Regions from separate parts of the Oryctolagus cuniculus genome. Here region 2 is linked to region 1. Evidence: chromatin contacts called from public Hi-C data. All regions are on one chromosome and are shown on one strand. Each heading gives the region's core, a stretch centred on a gene start, on an enhancer-like site or on the middle of the called end of the contact. The rest is flanking DNA. Distances are from core to core; before and after follow the strand shown. Region 1 holds the start of PTPRN (protein tyrosine phosphatase receptor type N). Region 2 holds the start of CFAP65 (cilia and flagella associated protein 65).

What was found. A called contact is a pair of places that touch in the nucleus more often than the background predicts.
Region 2: a contact with region 1 is called in a Hi-C map of an unstated tissue, with 2.2 times the contacts expected there. The contact joins the promoter of CFAP65 here to the promoter of PTPRN in region 1. A contact is called at or near these places in 2 of 6 Hi-C or Micro-C datasets (ear pinna and an unstated tissue).

The regions. Positions count from the first base shown.
Region 1 is chr3:20,167,149-20,171,618 of mOryCun1.1, reverse strand. It overlaps PTPRN (protein tyrosine phosphatase receptor type N), which reads right to left and starts at 2,357. Exons shown (of 23, transcript XM_051848125.2): 1 at 2,269-2,357; 2 at 643-693; 3 at 293-406. The coding sequence starts at 302.
Region 2 is chr3:20,430,831-20,435,300 of mOryCun1.1, reverse strand. It overlaps CFAP65 (cilia and flagella associated protein 65), which reads right to left and starts at 2,352. Exons shown (of 33, transcript XM_070070182.1): 1 at 2,238-2,352; 2 at 1,312-1,492; 3 at 231-363.

The sequences.
Region 1 (4,470 bases), core at 1,108-3,607:
TTCTGGAGCACTCAGACCAAGGAGTGGGACTTGTCCTAAAGAGGTGGATGCTGGCCTCTTCCAGTGACTCATTCTAGAAACTCCCACTGGGCTCCCCTCAAGAGTCCCAGTATGGACCTCTCATCTCTAGGGCTCGACCCCCACTCCTGTCTTGCCTCCTTCTCCAGCAAGATCTGGGAAAGTCAGACTCTAGAAGTGTGTTCCAAGAAAACCCTTCGGTCAAGTCCCCTTCACTTCCTCTCCCATATCTAACCAAGTTCCAGGCTGCCTCCCCCAGTGCATCAGCCCTCACCTTGGGACATGAGTTGTCGGAGCACTCCTTGTAAACGTTGGAGAACCGGGGAAGTCACTTGCAAAAGGGGCCGGGCCTGCCCCACTCCCACCTGGCACTGTCCAAACAAGCCATCTAAGAGCACAAAAGTGGTGTCAGCAGAGGGCTTGGACCAGCAGGCTTCCAAAGTCCAAGCAGCAAATCAACACATTTCTCTACTTGCTCTCATGGTTCCATAGGGCTCTGATCCTCAATGCCAGTCCCCATGCTCCCCATGCCCAGTAGCCCTGCTTCCTTCTTGGCCCCATCCATCCACTTGTTTATTTTTGTGTCTCCCTTCTCTTGTGAATCTATGCTTGAGCCTCACTCACCCTGAATACAGACTTCCAGGTGGGAGCAGAGTCTGCGGTCAAACAGACAACCTGTAGAGGGACAGGTGAGTAGAAGCTCAGACACCCACACAGATAGAATGGCTGTATGGAGAGGGGGCTGGAAAAGAAGGTGGGGTCCATTCTTTCACTCGAAGGAAGTCTTTAAGCTGGGAGGAGAGTAGGGAAGAGATCTAGAATTCTTAAAGGAAGAAAGTATGAGATCTGACTTTGGATTTTGAAGACCCGTAAGTCTGGATCCTTGCAAGCCTGAGTGCTTAATTGAGTGGTGGGAAGAAGACTTCTTCCAGGTTCATGGGGGTGGGCAGAGTGGGGGATGTTGGGGGGGGGGATCATAAACTTCTGTTCTTACAGTTACTGCTATGGCAGGATTTGGGACCGGATTCTAGGGGGAAAGGGATTTTCCTTTCCAAACATCCCAAAGCATCCTAACTATGATGGCCTGGAACTCAGAAGAGGTGGGCACCCTAGCACACCTCCCCCGCAGGGGTATGAGGGAGGGGAGGGCTCTCTCTTTTGGCAGCAGGCCCTGCACTGCTCCCAGACCCGGGTCGCTGGTGCTGTCCGTGGTGCTGAAGCTCCGATCCTGGCGCGGCCAAAGGGCTCGCCTGGAGGCAGTAACAGGAGAGGGAGGGGTGCTGGGGCGAGGAGTTTTCAAAGACCCGACACTCCGCTTGCCAACCCACAGCGTCACAGGAAGTACCCTGCATTGGCCTCCCGGGTGGGGAAAGAGGGCGCCAGATGGCGAGGCTGCGCCCCTTCCCCCACGCGCCACCTACCCACCCCCACCCCCGGCCCGTGAGTCAGCGCTGAATGTCTGTCCACACAGGTGTGAGTCAGCACCGGGCCGGGCCGTGGGGAGGGGGACAGGAGAGGACCCTCCGTTCTTCATCCTCTTCTGCCCTCCCATCCAACTCTCCCCTCTTTTGGGTGACCAGATCGTAGCCATCGGCCTTTCTGGGTTTAAAGAGAATCGTTGGCTCCTCTCTAGGTCCGCTCTCCACTGGAAGCTGCGACCCGGGCGCAGATACGGCGCCCTCGCCCTCTTCCTCGCCCTGCTTGGCGCGGGTCACCACCTCCCTGAGGCCTTGGCGCGACCTGCTTCTCCTCTGGCCTCGGAGCCAGGCTCTGAGTCCCTCTGCCCGCACGCAACCCCATTGCTGCTCCGGAACCCATAGCCTTCCCTCAGCCCAGTTCTCAGGTCCCGCCCCCGTCTTCCAGCCCCACCTCCAGGCCTACGCCCCTTTCCTCCCAGGCGTCTCTCTTCCTCCTCGCACAGCGCCCCCCTCCCCCTTCTACCTGGGTTTCTTACCTTCACCGCACTTCCCCCACCCCTCACCGAGTTTTCTCCCGGCCCATATTCCCCCCCCCCCCCCCCAAGTTTCCTCCTGACCGTGGGCACTAATGGCGCTGCAGCCCCCCGGGCGGCTGCTCAGAAGCAGGAGGCAGAGGAGCAGCCGGAGCCCTCTGGAGCCTCCGGGACTCCCCGGCCGCCGCGGGCGCCGCATCCTTTCTGGCTCCAAGCACCCGCTCCCCAGCCGGAGCCGCAGCGACTCTGGCGGGCTCCGGCTAGAGGGGTCGAGGCGGGGCCTGCCACTCCCCACCCACCTAGAGGCGGGGTCTACAGCCCCTCTCTCGGCGACTCGGCCAACCGCAGGCGGTGGTGACGACACCTCCACCCCCGGCTCTTACGCTTGTTCGCGTCATAGGTGGCGTAAGAGCCTCGTCTTAGCCCGGCCCTTGTACAACCCATTCCTCCTCCGCCAAAGAGTGGGCGCCTTGCTAAAATTCCCACCTGGGCCCACCTTCTTTTGACCTGTTCTCCTTTTCGGGGACCACCACCTCCGTCTCCCAGTCCCAGGGTCGGCGAGAGGGTAACGGTTGGGCTGGGGCCCGGACAGATACGTGGATGGGGAAGTACACGCCCCAGGATGAGGTGCCTAGAGTGAGTGGAATACGCGCCCTCCAGTACCTTCATGAATACAAGCTGAGGGCCACCTACCAGGGGGATAACCTTGGGAAACAACCCGTGTGCGCCCAAGTTGCCTGCCCGCAAGGCGGAGGTGCTAAGAGCACTCACCTCACCAGGTGGCTGGGAAGCCCGCACTGGTTACCCTTGGGCGGAGCACTGAGAATGATGGCTGGATTTGCATCTGCGCATTTGACCCGCATCCTGGGCCACCACTGGCCTCTCCGCAGTCTTCGGCCATCAGAGTTAGGATGCTGCTTCTCTCCACAGTTCTACCCGCTCTCCCAGCTCCCATCGCCTCCCACACTGCATCCCCACTGCTCCGCCTGAACCGCTGCGCTCTTTCTTCACTGTTGTAGCCCGCATCTCCTAAGTCGTCTTTTTGCTTTCATTCTTTGTCGCCCAGTTAGCCAGAGACTGAGCTTTCTAAAGCTCAAATTTAATGTTTGTACTCTCTGCTTTCCAGTAAAATTCCAAAAAAAAGTTGCAAGTGTGTAGTGAGTACTCACTCTTCATCCAGACTTGACAATGATTGCTCTTTTTGCCATATTTGCTTTTTAGTATTTAAGCAGAAATGATAGACACAGTTCCCTTGTCAAGATTCAATAGCATCTCCAGGAAATAAGGACATTTTCCCACAGAACCAAAACATCATTCCGACGTCTAGCAAAATGTTCAATAATTACCTAGTATTATTTAGTGCTCAGGTCATATTCACATTTCTCAAATTCTCTCTCCAAATGCTCTTTGTCCAGCTGTTTTGTTCAAAACAGGAGTCAACCAGGGACCACTGGTGCTTGTATCAGCATAGACATGGAGGCCCCTTCCCCCGTTTCTGACATTATCTTGTCAAAGAGACCAGGTCAGTTTTCCTTCAGAACCTCCCACCTCCTGGATTTGTCTGGCTGTTTCCTTGTGGTGTGCCTCCCTGTATTTCCTTGGTATCTATGTAGCTCTCTATTCTCTGTAAACTAGAAGTTGGGTCTGAAATCTTGTGGACCAAGTTTTAGAAATTTTACAGAAAAACACTTTTTATTGTGTCTTCTCAGGAAATGCATGATGTCTGGCTATTCTACTGTTAGCAATGCTAAAATTGATCAGATCCTTAAGGTAGAGTCCAGCTTCTGGATACAAAGCTATCTTCTCCTAATGTGATCTGCATGGAATCCACCTGTTGATATTTGCCACAGTGAGAGTATCTAGTTCCTCATCAATTTTTTTTTTTTTTTGGACAGGCAGTTAGACAGTGTGAGAGACAGAGAGAAAAGTCTTCCTTCCATTGGTTCACCCCCCAAATGGCCGCCACAGTGGCGCACTGTGCTGATCTGAAGCCAGGAGCCAGGCGCTTCCTCTTGGTCTCCCATGCGGGTACAGGGCCCAAGCACTTGGGCCACCCTCCAATGCCCTCCCAGGCCACAGCAGAGAGCTGGACTGGAAGAGGAGCAACTGGGACAGAACCAGCGCCCCAACTGGGACTAGAACCCGGTGTGCTGGCACCGCAGGCGGAGGATTAGCCTAGTGAGCCGTGGCGCCAGCCCCTCATCAACTTTTCACCTAAGAATTCTTCCACTTATTGATCCTTGACTGAGTTATTTCATCAATGGTGGCAAAATGATGGATTTTTCTTGTTCTATAATTCCTTTTTTCTTGTATCAGTTAATAACTGTAAAGAAGGTCTTTCATCAACTGGGTTTACTTACCCTGAAGTACAATTCCAGCTGCGAGGGCAGAATGCAGTCTTTGGTTATTCTCTTTACTCACTTGCAGAGTAATAATTTGTAGTAGTTACCCTGACAGTGGCAAGTTAACTTTTAAAAATATTTTTATGATTTTTCTTTTTA
Region 2 (4,470 bases), core at 1,103-3,602, 260 kb before region 1:
AGGGCAGAGACTCGCTGTGGGCATCACTGACACGGAGGAGGGGGGTCTGTTCCTAGCCATGGCAACGGGGGAAAGGGGGCACCACAAGCAATGAGACTGGATACGGATCTAGGGCTTTGTCCAGGAGTCTTGGGACTTGGGAAAGGCGCTTGAAAGAGGGACTTGGGGTGAGGCCCACGTGGCCACGCCCCTCTGTGGCCACACGCGGCATGGCCCAGCACGCACATTACCTTTATCGGGGTTCTGCTCCCTTGTTTCCTCTGACTGTGTCCTGCCTCCTGGGAGCAGGAATAAGAGGCAAGGAAGAGGCACGTGAGGCAGGCGGGTTCTTGGTTCTCTGGATTCCTTCTACCAGGGCACCACCTGTAATCCAGGTTGAAAGTCAACACTCGCTGAAACATCAGAGCAGTCCAAGGATAAATGAATGCATCTCTAAAGCTGAGGGACCCCCAGATGGACTGCAGCGGGGAGATGGATGCAAATATACGTGGTGCATATGCCACTGCTTAAAAGGCTGCTAGGTTTTGCTTTAGGGAATTCGAAATGTCTCCAACGGGCTCTGGCTCTATCCCCTCAAATCCCTGCTTCCTCCAGCTGACCCCCTCTGTCATCCCCAGCTTGTGTGACTTTGCCTCCTGCAAGGCTACGTGCTTTGGGCCCACAGTGTCCCCCCACCTCAGACATACCAAGGCCAGCCCCGCGCAGGCCGCTCCCAGGAGCCCCCCCCCAAAAAAAAGATACAGCTCTCACTTCCCTTTGCATTCATTTTGGAGCCATCACCCACAAGTCACCACAAATCACCTTCCCCAGATCGAACACGGGCCACAGCTGCAATTTAAAATTTTCTAGTAGCCACCATGAAAAAAACTCAAAAGCAAGAGGTGAAATTAATTATAATAATATATTTTATTGAATCCACCATATCAAAGAATACTATTCATTTACTATATAACCAATCTGGAGTCATTAAGGAACTGTTTCAGATTTTCCCCACTAAGTCTTTGCAATCTGGATACTTCACGCCACAGAACTCAGTTCAGAGTACCTGCATCTCAAGCACACAGAGCTCCATAACTGCTATTCCAGGAAGTACTGTAAGGTCTTTACAACTATTTTAATCCCTACAACGGTTTATGATTTCATGTGACTTGCCCGCCACTTGACCTAAAATGATCTCTTTTCAAGCCTGCGGTTCGGCTCCTTATTAGAAGGCATTCGGATTTAGTCATTATCTTTACAGTGGGAATTCACACACTTCCACTGGACACCTCCGCCCCAGAGGGAGACTCTGTGGGCTCAGTTTTTGCTCACCGGCAGCATTTCCAAACCCTCTGGAGGGGACCATCTCAGATTCACTCGCGCATTCCTTTCACAAAGTGCTTACTGGGCGCCTACTGTGGGGCAGCCCCTGTGCCGGACGCTGGAGAAGACAGGGACGACTCTTACGTTCACATGTGAGGTGGGCGTTCAGAAGGACTCAAAGAAACGCAAGCTGGGGAGACAGGGAGAAGAGTCCCTCACTTTTCCGCCACTGGGCGGCTCTGCAGTCCGGCTGACTGAGGAGTGGCTCTGGCCTCGGGGACTTCTACACACACCCATCCCCCTGTGCTCTGGGCTTCTGAAGAAGCCTCCACTGGACACACGCAACGACCCCAGGGAGATGGGGAACAGCGGGGTGCGAGGCGGGCCCAGTGGGGCTCTGGCATCGGTCCTGGGGCGAGGGAAGCTGGGGTCCAGCATCTCCTCAGACAAGTTTCTCCATCTCCGTCTCACCTGTAAAATGAAGATGACCCCATTTCACAAACTGATGTGACAAACCCACGTCACTACCACTAACCACAGCGTCCACATTAGCCTGCTGCTCTTCCAAAAGGTTTACCCTGCGAGGAGTCACTGGGCAAGTGAGGATGTTTGGGTTTGTTTCGATCCGATTTTTTAATCTCGAGGATTAAATTTTTTCCTATAAATTTCCTTTACTCGCCTGCTCTCTGACAAAAAAAAAAATTCCTAAACTGAGCCGTGGAAAAAGTGACGAGTCGTCCTGCAGAGTTGAGGGAAAAGGTAAGAAAAGGGTAAAATGAAGGGACAGAAAATAGACTTAGAGCCGCGTCTCTTTTCTTTCGGGATCCTCCGTCTGATGGATCTCGCCCACGTCAGTCCCACGGGGCTCTCGGAAGCGCATGCAGGGGACCCCTGACCACGAGTTCCTATAACAGGCTGTCTCCCGGGACCCATACCTTCCCTGGCCACTCGCGCAACTTCTGGGATCCCGGGACCAACGCTCGGAACTCACACCGCCGCCATGTTGCCGTCTCCATAGATACAGGACGCGCAGGACAGAGCGTCTCTTGGTGTCCCAGGGCAACGACGGCAGCCCGAATGAGCCAAGCTTCATAGAAAGCGAATGCCCCACCTACGTTTAGCGCCTACCGTCAGCTTTAATTCTTTGACTTTCCCTGCTAGTAGCCACTCTGGGCTTCTACCAGTCGCAACCCGATATATCCAATCCCCTAGCTGTCGTGAGGCCCCAGCAATGGCGACTTTAGTTCACAACCAAATTCATAGAAAGTTACTGGGCGGACTGGTCACCCAAATGGGAGTCTGTGAATCTTTTCACACACATGCTGGTGATATAGGGTCAGATCCTCAACCGCAGTTGTCGACTTAAAACCAGCCCATGAGTATTGGCGCTGAAGTGCAGTGAGCCGCCGCCTAAATGCGGGAATCCTATATGGCCACCGGTTCAACTCCTGGCTACTCCAAGTCTGATCCAGCTCTCTACTAATGCACCAGGGGAAGCAGAGGAAGATAGCCCAAGTGCTTGGGTCCCTGCACCCACGTGGAGGACCGGGAAGAAGTTCCTGGCATCAGCCTGATCCAGCCCTTTGGAGAGTGAACCAGGGAATGATCTCCCCACCACCAACTCTGCCTTTCAAAGAAATAAATTAATCTTTTAAAAAATGACAGTCCGTGGTAACTTCTAATCTGCATCTTGCTTTGTGGGTGGGAAAGAACGTTGGTGCTTTTGGGCCAGGAGCATTTCTTCATGTTCAACATTGAGACGAGCGGCTCTTTTGAGGAGACCTGAAGATTAATGTATGAAGGAAAAATTGTTACACATAATGTGGACTGGGGGAAGCCCATTTGACCATTTGCCGAGTGTGTGCACCTGCATGTGTGTGTCTGTGGCTGAAGATGTCTAGATATGTGGAGTCTCAAAGTTCCTTCGTGAGCAATTAAAGATGTTTCACTGTCCAGGAAGCGGATGTTTTTCTTCTCAGGTTGGAGGGCTGGGGGTATAGTCAGGGAGAGGGGACATCGGCAGTCTGGAGGTAAACCCAGACAGTAAGGTCTTACTGTGGGGTGCTTGGAGTGGGCTTGCGGACTCTGAAAGACAGCCTGAAGGGGCAAAGTATTCCAAGCTGGCCTGGGAGACCCCGTGGCCAGGGGAGGCCAGGACTAGGGGGAGGGGCAGCCCAGGCACCCCCACTGACTTAACCCCAGCACACCAGGCCTGCAGCTTGCCTGGAATCCAGGACTGTGGAAGTCAGTGCGCTTTCCCAGGTTTTAAAAGGACTCTCAGAATCTGAAACCCATACTTTGGACATGATGATGTTCGTGCTGTTTGTAGTTTCTTTAACAATCTCCTTTTTGTTTTTCCCTAAGTTCTTTTTGAAATGGTCACCCTGACTCAGCTGTCTGGTCTGAGGCTGAAAAAAAATAAGGAGCAAACTCTGCTCTGGGGGTGGAGTTTGGTGGTGGCCTCAGGAATCCCAGCAAGAAAACCCCGAGGTGGAGGAAAACCCATGTGTCCCTGTGTCAGCTTCTAGGGAGTGTTCCTCCTCAGCTCTCAACTGCCCGCACCGTGGTGGATCCTGGGCCTGGGACCATAAAAGTAGATGGTTGCTGCTCTCAGCAGGGCCCCTGTGGGCTCTTCTTCAGTGGATTCTAGCTTCTGCCTGGGAGCCCTGTTGGCCAATGATCTTGGCTGACATGGGGGACTCCCAGGGAAGGCACCGCCTGCTGGACTTTATCCAGGGTGGGGAACAGCATGGAATGAGGCATGGCAGGGAACTGGGCCTGAGGAGGGGCAAGAGGAAGCCAGGATTGCTTTGGAAGTCCCCCTTTCAGGAGCCCAGAACCCACAGGGGATAATAGGTGCTGGGCCCTGATCCTATCCTCCGTGGACCCCAAAAAGGCAATAAGGGAAGGTGCTGTTTGGTTAAGGTGGGTGATGATTTAGGACATTGAGGAGGATCAGGATGTAGAAGAAAGGAAAAAGGATGGGGGGGGGGAGTTGGGAGTGGGGAGAGACAGCCTCAGATCCTCCTAGACTGGAAGCTGGGCTTCCACGTCTGTAAAAGTTACCTTCCTCAGCCTTTTCTCCAAGTGTCTTCCCATACTCCTCATGGCATACAGAGGCTGGGCTGGGAAATCAGACAGACCTGGAATTAATCCTGAGAGTCTTGC